2 separate regions of the Rattus norvegicus genome follow, and region 2 is linked to region 1. Evidence: chromatin contacts called from public Hi-C data. All regions are on one chromosome and are shown on one strand. Each heading gives the region's core, a stretch centred on a gene start, on an enhancer-like site or on the middle of the called end of the contact. The rest is flanking DNA. Distances are from core to core; before and after follow the strand shown. Region 1 holds the start of Nfia (nuclear factor I/A). Region 2 overlaps Nfia (nuclear factor I/A).

Region 1 (6,921 bases), core at 2,143-4,642:
GAAATGTTCTAAAACACTTAAACTTTACGTATTTCATACTGACTGACATCCAGATGTATACAGGGTAGCCTGGAGACCAAGGCTCTGTGGCATTATGAAAAGAATCCCTGAAGTCGACCTCAAGCTGCACAGTGAGCTTTCTCCAAAAGGAGGCTTTCATTTTGAAGACTCAGCTCCATTCTATAATGCACGTAGCTCGAAATATAACATATCCGTGCCAAGGCTTTACCTTATTAATGACGATAAACAGGTTAAATAACAACTTGTGTCTATGAGCCCAAAGATCCTCCCAAAATACTTCTTAAAAGCTGCAAACTGCAGCAGTTCACGCTCGGAAGCATTGCGTTCACCTGCCAACCAATGTCCATAATATCACTTCATAAAAAGAATAAATAAACTGAAAATAAGGTCAGCTGGTCATCATGGACAGTCTGTGTCCCCAGCTTTGCATCAGAGGTATTTACAATAAATTATTCCCCCAAAAGGTCTCTAGGATGCAAATAAAAGTACACAGCATTTTATATAACTTTACTCACATGACCATTATACTTAGTCAACCTATTGACAGAAATATCTCCCCAAACATCCAAACTTTTCAAAAAAGAAAAAAAAGAAAAGAAAAGAAAAAAATTACAGGAAATGTCCGAGGAAAGCATAAATGATCCAGGGGGCGGGTAGTGGAGGGTATGTCCTCATGGATCATGTTGCTGAACAAAACGCCATAAACTGAGCATTATTTCCAAAAAATATTGAAGAGAAAAAGTAATATTTTACAGACATAGTTGATGAGAATGTTACAGATCACCAGGAAAAATAAACCTGTGGACCTGCTTCAAAGCCGCGTTACTATGAACCAGCATCGAAAATGTGGATCTGTTTGAAAACAGGCCAAGTTTAAGAGCCACAGAATAGTGGTAGTGCTGGAAACTACTTTTTTTTTTTAAGGTTTACTCATAAATTTCTGCTGAACTGTCAGTATTTAGGCAGGTCCCTGAGTTGGTTGTGATATGCCCATCCTCAGTCATAAGAAGAGGCCTGGCATTCTCAAGGTAAAGCCCCTTCAAAGTGCACACAAGCAAGCTGAGTTTACTCTCAGAGCACATTGGTCACCATGCTTACTGGATCTTTTTTTTTTTTTAAACGAGCAATAAACGGTCCACGTTTTTCTTTCTGAAACTGGCTCTAACATATTATAAATATTCCAGAAAGTTAAATAAATTGTAAATCAGCTTTTAAAGACCCTCTCATAAAACACACGAGCCTTTATTCCCTGTTTATTGTACGTTTTTCTTCACAAACTGCTACACCAAATAAGCGGTTCTCTTAGTGGTGTGAAGGCCCAGCGAATGCGTCAATCAAAGCTGCCAAGTGTGTAGGAGGGAGAAAAGAGAAGGGAAGAAAAAAAAAACTTTCTTAATGTGATAATAACTCAAGAGAAGCTAACCTTGTTAAGTCCCTGACTGTGCCCGAGGCCTGCATGGATTCGCAGGTATGCTCCTGAAATACACAACCCCAGACCAGAACTTTGATCTTTTCAAATCTCGCTCAAGAAGACAACGCTGTATCCATGAGGGTCTTTCTCGCCATTGCAGCATGCTGGTATTACCTACAAGTCCTATGTGTTGCAAACTTTTGCCAGCTAGAATTTCACCCTTCGAATCTCAGCACTTTCACTGCAGACTATAATTCATTCAAATTATCTTACACTTTGCATCTTATCCATATGCAATTGTGAACCTTGCCAGAAGTGGTTGGAGAAGTTTCATTCCATTCTTCCACAAGTTACTAAAATAGTAACTTTGGAAGTTGCGGGGAGGGGTGGACTTTTACAATAACTAAAACAACTGCTATCCATTATTAATGTGAGGCCTAAATCCCAAACAGACCATCTCCACATAAAAGATGCATTTAAGAGTCTTCTGAGATCAAATAGCCAGTGTTATTACTGTTAGATACTGCAGTAAGAAGGGAAGTCATATGGGAAATAAATCCGAATCTACAGTGGAGAGGAAAAGCTACTGATACGTCCAGCCTTCCAAAGTATTCCCGGTAAACCGTTACTCCAGCTCATTGAAGGCACAGTGGTAGCAGGGTTTTGAGGGAGTCGTGAAGAAGCATATAACTTCATGTAGGTGACTGCTGGTCAGGGTGCAATGGTTTAAACCCATATAAAGACTCGTGCTTAAAGAGAAAAAATTAGCGCAAATCACTCTGACTTTATGCCTTTTAGTCAGAGAAAATAAATAATATATTCAAACGGGACTAGATCCGGAGCCGCAAAATAGCAGTGTTTCCTTACTGCTGGTGCAGACTAGACCGGGAGGGATGGGCTGGGAGGCTCGGGCAAGAGGGGCAGGCGGAGGGGCGCCAGGCCCCACGCTGCGAGTGGGGCTGCACGGAAAGTTGCCGGGTCCTGCTTGCTGAGCCGCCTGGGGCTTGCCTAGGCGGCGGCGGCGGCGGAGCAGCCGACTCCGGCCCTGGCCGCCGCTCGCCCTCGAGCCGGAGCCCCACTCCGCCCGCAGCGGCCCAGCCCGGCCCGACCCGCGGCCTCGGCGGCTCTCTGGCCTGCGCGGCGTGGGCTCGCCGGATCCTTAAACTTTCGCCTGGGGGTCGCGGGCTGGAGGCGAGGGACAACAAGGTCCTGGGCCGGCGCCGGGCGTGAGTCTACGCAGCCCACGGGCGAAGGCTCGCACCGCCCGCCGCGTCCGAGGGGCGCTGCCCGGGCCGGCCCGCAAAGCTGGCACAAAACAAAAGTAAGAGTTCGGGGCGTCGGCGGGGGGCGCGGCGGCGCGGGAGGACACTGGCAGCCAGAGCGCCAGGGTGCAGCCGGCGTGCGGGGTTTGCGGGGCTCAGCCGCCCCTCCCTGGAGCGGAGGAATCGCGGGCACCGCGCTCCGCGCCGCAGACACCGAGTCCAGATTGCAGCGTGTCAGGGGCTGCAGCGGCGGACACACGTGCGGGGCTCCCGCAAGACCCGGCGCTCCGCAGTCCGGCGCCCCGATATTAATTAACGCATTAATAAGAGGGCGCCATTAGCCATGTGCCCACACAAATGGCCGAGCCGGAGGAATGCACCCGCATGGAAACAAAGTTACTTTCTTAAAGCTGCAGCCCCCCACCCCCCCGCACACGCGCGCGCACACACAGAAACACGCGCAGACACGACTCCCGCCGAGGCACACGGCCGCCCCGCGCCCCCGCAGCTGCTTACCTGGGTGAGACAGAGCGGAGAATACATAACTGCCGGGCGGCGGGGGGTGCGTGCACGTCTGTGTGCGGGCTGGAGGTGTGCGTGAGTGTGGGTGCGAGAGGGAGAGAGAGGAGGAGAGAGCTAGGAGAGGGGGGAGGAAAAAAAAATCAAGCCTGCTTCTTGCGTTCACATTTCCAACTCGGCTCAACTGCAGCAGCCAGCGCTCTTGCCGCTCCACGCGCTGAACTTTAACCCCGCCTAGAGTTTCCCTACACTCCACTATACTGTCTACTGTACGCGGGCGTTAAAGGCATAGCGCACCCTTTCCCGCTCCCGCGCCGGCCGGCCGGGTGCCCGCGAGCTGCCCGCGCGCCCGCCTGCGCCGCGTTCTGCACCGCACCGCACGGCCGCCGCCCGCTCGCGCCGCCGCCGCGGGGGGGTGGGGGTGGGGGGGATGGGGTGGGGTGGGGTGGGGGGAGCCGGGTGGGGGAGGGGCGGCTGCGGCGCTGACACCGGTCCCCAGTCTGCACGGCCGCCCGCCCGCCGCTTGCTCCGCGCTCGCTGCCTCCCGCGGCCCCCGCCCCCGCCCCGCTCGGCGCGGTCCCGGGAACGCGGCGCGGAGCGGTTTTCAGCGTGTCCTCCGGGCGGCTATAGGCTGCCACAGGATGTGCTTAAGCAAACAAAACTACTTTTCCTCCTCCCCATCCCCCCACCCGCGCCGCAGCCCTCCGCGGACGTCGGTAGACGATTGGGGCAACTTTGTCCGGGCGCCCCGCACCCCCGTGGGCCGCCGGGTGGGCTCCCTAGGAACCTCAGAGAAGGGCGCGCGGTACATTTGCATGTATGCAAATTTCTTGTAAAAATCAGACCTTCTAGGTAACTTTTCCCCCCTTCCTCTGAAATGCGGTAAAGCTCAAAGCATTGTAATCTCTCCTGCGAAGCTTTCTGTGGGAATAGTGTCGTCCGCAGAGGTAATATGCACAAAAGCCTACTAACTTTACAGCTACGGCCCCATAGCAGTCAGAATCTGGGTGCGGGGGACTAGTAAGATCACCCCAAAGCGTCCCCAGATTGCGGGGGGGGGGGGGAATCTGGAAAAAGGAAGGCGGAGAGTCGTGAGCGACCGCTCTTCTCTTCCAGAACTCAGGAGCTGGTGGGTTTGAACACAAACGCCCAAAAAAGTTCTGTCACGTCAGAAACAACAGTGGTTTAGCTGGGACATTTTTTCTGTATAACTGAGAAGGAAAACCGTGAAAGAGTTACCCCCTTAGAAAAGGGATATGTTTGTATCCCCAAATGGGAGCCCAGGACTAGACATGGGCTAACATTTGAGTCCCCTGTTCCCCAGACACACGCTAGAAGGGTACCTTGTTTGGATCCCCACTTTTCCCTCCCCCAGGTAAGAGTTCTCAAGATGGAAAAGAGCTTCCTGCAATTATTTTAGGTTTGCTAAAAGTATTGTTTTGGCGAGGGGGGGCGGTTTTAGGGTTTGGCACGTTGCCAACAAGCCTGTTCTTCCAGCTTTTTCTTCTTTCCTTCCTTCCTTCCTTCCTTCTTTCTTTTTTTTTTTTAAAGAAAAAACTTAACACTTTCTCATTAGACTCTCTTTTCTCCTAGAGGGGGAAAAACTATATCTGTCTCCTCCAAACTCCCATTTTCTCCTCCTTTCATTCCTGAAGTTTTGCAGCAGTCTTCTGTATTTACCAACCCTTCTTTAAAACTCCCCCAGATTCCGACACTGGCACACAGATCAGGAGTCTGCTCCCTGGCAGAGGTGACAGGGCTAGAGTCTACATGCATGCCCACCCGACAGAAGAGAGTGAGGGAGTATGATCACTTTCATTCAGATTTTTTTTTCCCCCTGGGTGGGTTAGAATGCTACTAGAAAATTCTGCTGCAGACCGTCGGGCAGTCTAAAGTTTTGTTTGTTCTCTAGCCCGTTTAGGGCTAATGCCCAAGAATCCATTCTTTCCCACCCACCCCCTGCTCTTGAATATTCTTGGAATACATATTATTCCGATTACATATTAAGGATTGAAGGAAATAACTTCAACCTTTAGTTAGGACGTCCATTTTCCCAAACTAAGCAACTGCTTTTCCTTGGTTCCTCGAGGCTTTCAGTAAGGAAGAAGTGTCCTCCAAGCTAAGAGGAGTTAGAGAAGCATTCCTGGCCACGAAACCCTTTGCTGGGATCTATAACTTCAAGACTCTCCAAGTTTCCTCGACAGAAGTTTCTGGCTGAGGGACCCAACATGTAACTGAGGCACAGTGACAAGTTATTGTCCCGTGTGTGTGCTCTGGGGAAGCTCTCTTCCAAAGTGGATTTTTGTGTGTGTGTGTGTATAGATACACTTCACATCTGCCTCTTTTCAAAACAGCAAAGAATTTTACTTTTGATTCTCAAGGGGATTTTTTTTTTAAATAACTGCCTGTCGCCATGTCTTCTTTTTTTTTTAAATGGGGGAAAGTAACTGAATGCTGATATTTCCACTTTAGAAACTTCTTTTGTTGCAGCAGTGGATGTGCCGGCGATTTCCAGCATTCTGCGGTTAGCAATATTATCTTAAGTAACTTTTGGCGCCCTTCGTAAGACTTTTGGATATGGGACGATTGTTTGCGCCCTCTAGGCAAGGGCTGGATCCAAGTTCAGCACCAAAGCCCTCCACATCCGCTCCTGCTTTCTCTCCTATCTGTGCCAGCTCCCGCTCCCTCCCCCGCTCCGGAGGAGGGTAGAAGGCGGGGGAACACTACAAAGCCCAGTTCCAACTACAGCCTTTGCAAACTAGACTGAGAAAAATACCGTAGAAGAGTTACAGTTACAGAATGGCTTCTGGTAACTTTCTCTCCAACAGGCATAAATTTAAACACACAAAGAAACAGATGTTCCTCAGAGGACAGACCCGGGATAAAAAGCATTTCTAACTTTCTCCTCTCTTCTGGGTTGCAAAAGTAAATCCTTGTCTAGAGTTCACCAGAGATACTAAGAGAGGGAGAGGAAGGAAGATCTGGGAAAGAGAGGGGGGAGGGAAAGGAGGGGCAAAGAGAAGGGAGAAGAGAGAGAGTGTGTAGGAAACGCAGGTGATGTATGAAAACTAGTTTATTGCAATCATATAAATGACCCATTGTTAAGAAGGGTAAACCCTTATTGGAAACATTACTCCGATCGTTTATTTTGCAAGTGGTAGGAGGCTGCCTTGAAACCGGATTGTCTTTGCAAACAGGAGGCTGCTGCCATGCTCTCTACCATCCATATTCTCCCTGGCCCAGAGCCCAGCCTTGCATTTACTGTTTTATTTGCAGAAACGTTACCTTGCCAGCTTTAGTGAAATCCTCTTAGATGTATAAATTACGTCAATAAAGTTTCACTTCTACGTACATCTGAAATACCTCTCCTTCCCCTTTAGTTGGGAAATTGTATTAATGTGATTTAGATTTTAATGCCCAAAGTAGTGAAAATGGGACCAAGATTCCTAAGTGACAATACCATTTGCTCTGTAGTATCGCCAAGACTAACTCTTAACTAGTATTTTCCAGCATCTTTCTTCACTGATTTTTTTTTTTTTTTTGGTGTTTTACTAGCTGGTCACTTGTGTGCAGATTTCTCTTACTTGCATATAACCCCAAACTGAATCATGTTGATGAATTGGGAACACTGGGGAGTTTTCACATCAAGTTTCCAAACAAGGTTTGTCTGGAAGGCCCAAAGCCTCAGGAAATAGTTGGATGAGAATT
Region 2 (6,921 bases), core at 1,152-3,651, 68 kb before region 1:
AGAATAGTGACAATTTTCAGAGAAGGAAGTCTTTGCTCCCACCTGCAAACTCAGTTCTCTCTGCCAAGCACTCTGTGCGACACTACTGAAGTCTTGTCTACTCGGAAGAGTCTATAGATGGTGTAACTAGGCACGACCCTGGTGAAGCATCAGGAACAAGGCTTAACTATCCTATTTCGAAGTCCGATGGCACTGCAGCATGATTCTGGAAATATAGCTGCATTAAAAATCCCGCAAACTCTCCTTACAAAGCAGAGCGCTGGGCCTCACCTACTTTCCGTTGCCCTTCCATACCCAGGAAGGGGCTCGGAACTTGCGTCTACAGATAACTTCCAAATGCCAGAGCTGAACTGCTTTTGCCAGGACATTGTGAGAACTGCTACCTGCGGTCACATCTGATGAGACAAGAGGGAACCAGAGGGTCCTAATGATTTGTCCAAAAGTGTAAATCCTGTGTCAGGAAGAGGAATTCCAAAACCTCTCTCTCCCTCTCAGTGTGACACTTCCCATTACAGAATAGCTCATGCTGATTGGAAGAAGGTATCTGAGAAATGTCTTCATCTACAAAGATCCTGGCTGCCATGCGTCTTAGAATTTCATCTTCCTTGTCTGGTTTTATTCCCCTTAACAACCCATTGAGACTGGCAGGACAAAGAGATAATCAACATCCCCACTACAGAGATTAGAAAACTGAGGTGCTGGTGTGTTACAAGCACAGCCAAAGACACCAAGTTGGCCGAGCAGGCAGCACAGACCGCTAGTAAGCTAGCGAGAAGTGTGCGGTGGAATCGGCCTGCAGCTGGCAGAGCCCGGATCCCAAAGCCAGCCTGGAAAGGGTGCCCCTGACCTCCCAGGTCAGGCTTTGCTTCTCTCCCCTGTTCTCCCACTTGCTGAGACTGCTGCTCAACATCATACTTTGATTTGGCTCCCACCACGACCTAAATAAGCAGTTAATTCGCACATGTAAGAATGCTTACAATAGTTTGTCCTTAAAAGTATCATTAGGTTAGGTTACTTTTAATGCCAGGCTTGGTGACTCAGTTGTCATTTTCTTGACTAGTGCCTATAGGGTCCTATGAACTGATTCCTCTGAGAGGAAGATGGGACAAAAGGAAAGAAACAAGACAGTGACCAATGCATTCAATTAGTTACAGTCTAATTCTAGCACCATGAGAAAGATCAGACACAAGGCAACTACTTCCGGGTGGCTAGTAAGTTCAGGCAGGCACAGAACAGATGCTCTGAAGACACCTGGGCAAACAAGCACAATAAACTGGCAGCTCACAGACAAAAGTATTTAAACAGCGTTGGGATGTCCAGCCAAGGAGACAGCCTTACTTCTTCATACAGGAAGTCTTGTATAGATCAGTTTCTCTAATGAGCACCTCACTACATGCCAACCAAAGGTTAACTCTATGGTTACTGGAAGCTTTGAAACTTGTATAGGAATTTATTTTCTACAACTTTTCAAATCAATTAGATTATCTGCTAAACAGAAACCAGAATGCAGATCTGGTGCCCTTGTGAAAAGCTGATTAATTCAGCTGGACAAAATATAAATTCCAAGTATTTCTTCCAAACTATATTAATGCAAAGCAGTTAGAATAGTAAATACAAAAGCGAATGCATGGGACTTTAGGCTGTTTGTTGCTTTGAGCAATTTCGGAACTGCTTTGTGCAAATAAATGATTAGCTAATCAGGGTTGTAAGATTCCAATCATTAAAATTAATGCTGAAGACACAGAGGCAACTATTTCTAGCATCTGAGCAGACTAGTATATTATGTAGAACTCTCTGCCGTGCAAACATTTTTCAAAGAAACGTGAGTTTCTATTAAAAATAACATTTTCCTAGTTGAAAAACTAGAAAGGTGGTTGGGCTTAAGGATGTTGCTCAGGGTTAGTAAGCTTGCCCAGAATTCAGTTGGTGGGCACCACCACCACCACCACCGCAATAATAATAATAATAATAACAATAATAAGGTTAATTAATAAAACTGGTAAGTGATTAACAGAGCCCACACTCTTAACCATATCTCTGAAAGATGAAAAGACTTTTCTGTCATGAGCCTGTAGTCTCACCATTTAAGAAAGATCAGCTCTTATGGCTGGTGATTCCCCGGCCTCAGCTGAGCTAATCTGTCACAGACACATCTTTAATTTTCCTTTTATTTCTCTGTGAGATACGCAAAGCTGTTAGCGGTTTATTCCTCTGAAACCTGGGGATTCGTGTAAATAACTTTTAACGCGGTATCTCAGGGAACAATTTCCAGAGTAGCGCTGTGGCATAATGCAATTCAAAGTTGTGCTTGATTTAAATGTTTAAAGTCCAACCACAGTGTCAGCCTGACCAGAGAAATCTCTTACAAAGTTTCACACTCCGCTGGGTTAAGAGACAGTGGGTATTAATCCTATGGCTTCTACACCAAGCTTCCTTTTTGTGGTCAGCAGAGAGGCTATGTGGTTGGTCTGAAGGAGTCCAAAGTCTTTTTTTCTGTGTTAAAACAAGGGAAAGTGGGCCGCTGACAGAGTGAAAGAAAAACCACAGCCAGCTCTCTCTGCTGTAGCTTTACCCTTAAATGTGGCCTCGAGCTATTCTGCTTTCCAAAAAAAGGTTTAATTTAAACCATACACAGGGCTGCAGGCTGCCACGTTTCCAAACTCAACATTCCTCTCAAATCTGTGCTCTTCAGAACCAGAGTACATTCTCTCCAGCGCTACTCAGACATGCTTTGATAAATAAAATATCACTGCCCATCCATTACTTAATTTGATAATAATATGCCCTTTCCCCTTCCTCTATTGACATTATTCTAAGTGCTTATTCAAGTGTGTTGAATGGCTGTAAACATCACCTGTGAAATACAGTTGTGTTCTCTTTTGGGAGGCAGAAGAAAGGCAAGAAGGCGCAACAAAGTGAGGGGGACATAGGGACCTTATCAAGTGGCCCAGAGCCCGTGAAAACCACCGTGATGCAAAGCAACTATATGGATCTCAAAAAGTCTGTTGTATTTTTTTTTTTTAAAGAAACATTACAAGGCCATCCTGTTTTCCTATTCCCTTGACATCAGAATCTAGTCTGTCATTCCAAACACTACCAGGAGAGATTCCAGTCACCCCGGCACTGAAAGCAGCTCGAGCCACATGCCCAAGACAAGTCATGGCGGGATCAGTGTGGCTGACCACCAGGCTGACCATGGTGAACAGGGTGAATGCTCCGCGGTTGGGGAGCTTTAATTTTTTGCCCCAGTGTATTCACTTGTATGTTCATTAGGAACTGCGGCCCCAGCAGGCAGCCCAGCACAAGGTTTTCTATGTGAGCCACCGTGCTCTATTATACATGACACTTGTCAATTAAAGAGGAAACCCTTTTAAAGCAAACTGAAGTTAAGCTGGTACTTTCTTCAACATCTGATTTACCGCTGCTGTTATCGTCCAAAGGGAAGTTTGTTTTAGAACAATGATAGCAGCAGTAATCCCCCCATTTCAGTAGTGAGGGATTTAAACACATTCAGGGCACCGGGGACCGGTCAAAAGGCTCCTTTCAGCAGAACTATGTATTTTCAGTGGCAAAAGGGACGGTCTCATGATAGGATAACTGCCAACGGTGGACAATGTTTTAGGCTAACGGTTAAGAGAATATCATTTTAAACTACCTGGGATAATACAAACGTGGCACAATGGATCAATGAGATCTGTAGTCCGTAAACGCTCTCCCAAATAATGGAATCCATTAATAACCATTATAGCCTCAGAGCTTTGGCCACAAAAGTAATGCCCAGCGCTACATCTCGACGGTCTCTAATAAATACATTCAAGTCCTGCAAAAGGAAGAAAACCATAACAGAGCAACTGAGTACGGATTCCAGTGAGAACACAAATTAAAGAGGCATCCTATGGGCTAGTCTCTATTCAAACCTGATTTTTATTTTCTGGCCAAAGGCGTGTTCCTTACTTGTAAAATGGGGTTTGGACCAGGTAACCTCTCGGGATCTTTCCAGCTCTGGTTCCCCCAGGGCTTACAGTTTTTGCAAATGTTATGATACTTAATGAAGTTGCTTTAGTTTAAATTAATTATTCCATTTATTCACTTATTATTTATTTATTGTGTATGTGTTCTATGTGTCTGCCATAGCATGTGTGTGGCAGTCAGAGAACAAATTTTAAGGAATCTGTTCTTCCCTTCCACCACGTAGGACCAGGGCATCGAACTAGGGTCGTTAGGCTTGGCAGCAAGTGCCTTTCTCTGCTGAGCCATCTTGTCAGCCCAACAGTCACATTCGTACTTTTACCAGCATGTAATAACAATGGGTGTCAGCATGGCCCGTGAGACTGATCTGAGGGAAGAGAACTTAAGAGAAACAGTTTTGTCATTGTATTAGATTTAGGTCTTAGTGTGTTTTCATAAACATGGAAAGCAATACATTTGGAACATTTGATGGCAAACGAGAAGAAAGTCCCAGAATAGAACCTCCTGGAGACATGGGTGAGTAACTCAGCAAATAAGGGAAGTCTCCATGAGATATACAGTTATGCTCTTTAATGAAAAATCTCACTGGGCATAGTAGGACACACCCGTAGTCATGTTAATTGGTAGACTGGGGCAGGAGGATTGCTTGAGTTCAGGGATTCTGGGCTGTAGTGTGCCATGCTGATTCAGACTAAGTTTGGTATCAACATCCCAGGATCCGGGAACCACCAGTTTGCCTAAGGCACAGTGAACTGGTTCGGGTCAGAAAAGAAAAGCCTCCAAGCTCAGAAAGACAGCTTAACTGTATTCCAGCTAAACGATGATGAATGTTCTTTATTCCATGGCCTACATGTCCTCTGTGTGAGTCATTCTCATTTATCCCTCAGAACAAAGTACTAGCCCATTTTACAGACAAGGAAATCAAGGTTTATGCCAGGTATGCTCAACATCTTCAGAACTGGCTGTTAGGGAAGCCATGGAGAAAGCTTAAGCCAGTCCAACGCCAGAGCCCAAAATATGCATGCAACCATGGGGACCAACTGGCCTGCCATCTTCAAAAGCCCTTACTTTTGTGGGATTTAAGCACAAGTAAAAGGGAGTTTATAAGCAGATTGCTTCTACAGTATAGATCTTTAGTGGGCTTTGTTTAAATGTGTTTAGATGTGCAAGTTAAAGTATTCACAACTAACCTGCGTGCGATAGATTGAGTCGAGCGAAAAGAAAGGACGGAGCATCACACTGACTTCCAATCCTTCAGAGCAGAGGTTCTCAGCTTTCCTAATGCTGTGGCCCTTTAATACAGTTCCTCTGGTACGGTGACGCCCAGTTATAAAATTATTCTTATTTGCTACATCATAACTTTAAGTTGGCACTATTATGAATTATAATGTAAATGTCTGTGCTTCCTGATGGTCTTTAGATGACCCTGTGAAAAGATCATTCAACCCCTGTTGGAGCAACATGTTTTTTCAACACGTTCTTGACTAAGGAAAGGATCTATAGTTATCAGGCTTCTGGGTGAACTCGCGTGAGAGAGTTCCCTTCATCTCTCTGCAGCAAGAGACAGGTTTACTGGGACATCAGCACACCACCATGGAGAGGAAGTTGCAAACTAGACAAGTCGCAAGTGTAGACGGACAAGGACTCCAACAGCCTGTGAAAGAACAAACTAAGCACTGAGCCTCCAAACACCACAGGCCTAAAAGAATTCAGAAAGACCTGGGAGCTATTTTTAGCATATCAAAACCTCAAACAAGACCTCCACACTGACCCATCAAGCAACCACACAAGTTAAATTATCAGCCAACTGGTCACACAGAACCATGTCACCCTCTCTACAGTGGCTCAGTGTATCCAACGACACATACTTGTTTACTTCAAAACAGAGGAAACAAATATAATTATCCATTGCTGTTTATCTGGGCCACAAAACATAGAATCCAGTCAAACACTTGAAGGCATTATTCTAGCAGCATTCAACCCAAAGAACGCTGGTGGCCGGCCCTGAACAGATGACATGCATGGTGTTGATCAGGGAACTTGTCTTCAGAGACTGCAGACAGTCACCTAAACTTGTACCCCCTTGCCTTCAAGGGCAGTGTCAACACAAGGGAGCAAGTCTCCTAGTCCCTGCCACTCCCTGAACAAGCTCAGGGCTCACACTGGAAAGGCAAGGCTAAGTAAAAGGAGGGCTGAAGAAAGATCGATGGCAGATGATCCCAGCCCTCTCTTGTTGGAGTTAAAGACACAGAACAGGATATTCAGACACAGCAGGACACCACTGTGCTTCTGGCCCTCATCACCACAGAAGTACAAAAGGTCAGCAAAGCCACTCTAGGGCACAGAGTACCTACACTTTACATGGCTAACCTCCGTGTGCTGCTGACACTTCTATGGTGGCGTTTCTGGAGTTTACTTTTTATATCTCCAAAGAAACACATTTCATTTAAAGAAAAAAAAAGACCTCTGATCATGATACTCTTAGAAAAAGTCTTAGCCTGAGAGAAATTTAAAAGCCCAGCTATAAATCTTCCAAGAAGAGAATTTCTAATAGAAAGGCAGAGGCATCTTTAATTATGCGGCACTGTGGGCCTTGTACAATAAAGCCCACACATTCGCAGCTTATGTCATTGTGTACAGGATGCCCCAGGAAGGCTCTGATTTGCCCATGTGGGTCTGAATCGATGGGTTGAAGTTTTACACAAGGGAAGGAAGTGAAGAGACCACTGCTGCTCGGAGAGCAGGGATTTACCTCCTGGGGCTCCCGGCAGTGAATGATGGTTCTGACTCTTCTAGTTTGGATAAAAGGTTGAAGTTCATTCTGGCGCAGGGAAGCATTCCACAAGACCCGCTGCCTCTATGGGCAGGCGATTAATCTCATGATCGATAGACCATATGATTAGGCACTAATAGCTGATAGGAGGAGAGAATAAACAACCATAAATTTGCTTT

Evidence for each region. A called contact is a pair of places that touch in the nucleus more often than the background predicts.
Region 2: a Hi-C map of liver shows a contact between it and region 1, with 2.3 times the contacts expected there. The contact joins the enhancer-like site here to the promoter of Nfia in region 1. A contact is called at or near these places in 3 of 12 Hi-C or Micro-C datasets (kidney, liver and mammary epithelial cells).

The regions. Positions count from the first base shown.
Region 1 is chr5:117,553,751-117,560,671 of GRCr8, reverse strand. Nfia (nuclear factor I/A) reads right to left here and starts at 3,392. Exons shown (of 11, transcript NM_012988.2): 1 at 3,211-3,392. The coding sequence starts at 3,237. LOC120103114 (a long non-coding RNA gene) reads left to right here and starts at 58. Exons shown (of 3, transcript XR_010066547.1): 1 at 58-2,753.
Region 2 is chr5:117,620,266-117,627,186 of GRCr8, reverse strand. All of the region lies in intron 2 of Nfia (nuclear factor I/A), which reads right to left. Among named protein-coding and RNA genes, the nearest start is that of Nfia, 66 kb to the right of the region's middle. Within about 2 kb of position 2,401, at least 4 of the 93 cell types and tissues checked have an H3K27ac peak or open chromatin away from gene starts, as enhancers often do. A contact at or near this core is called in liver, where this site is marked.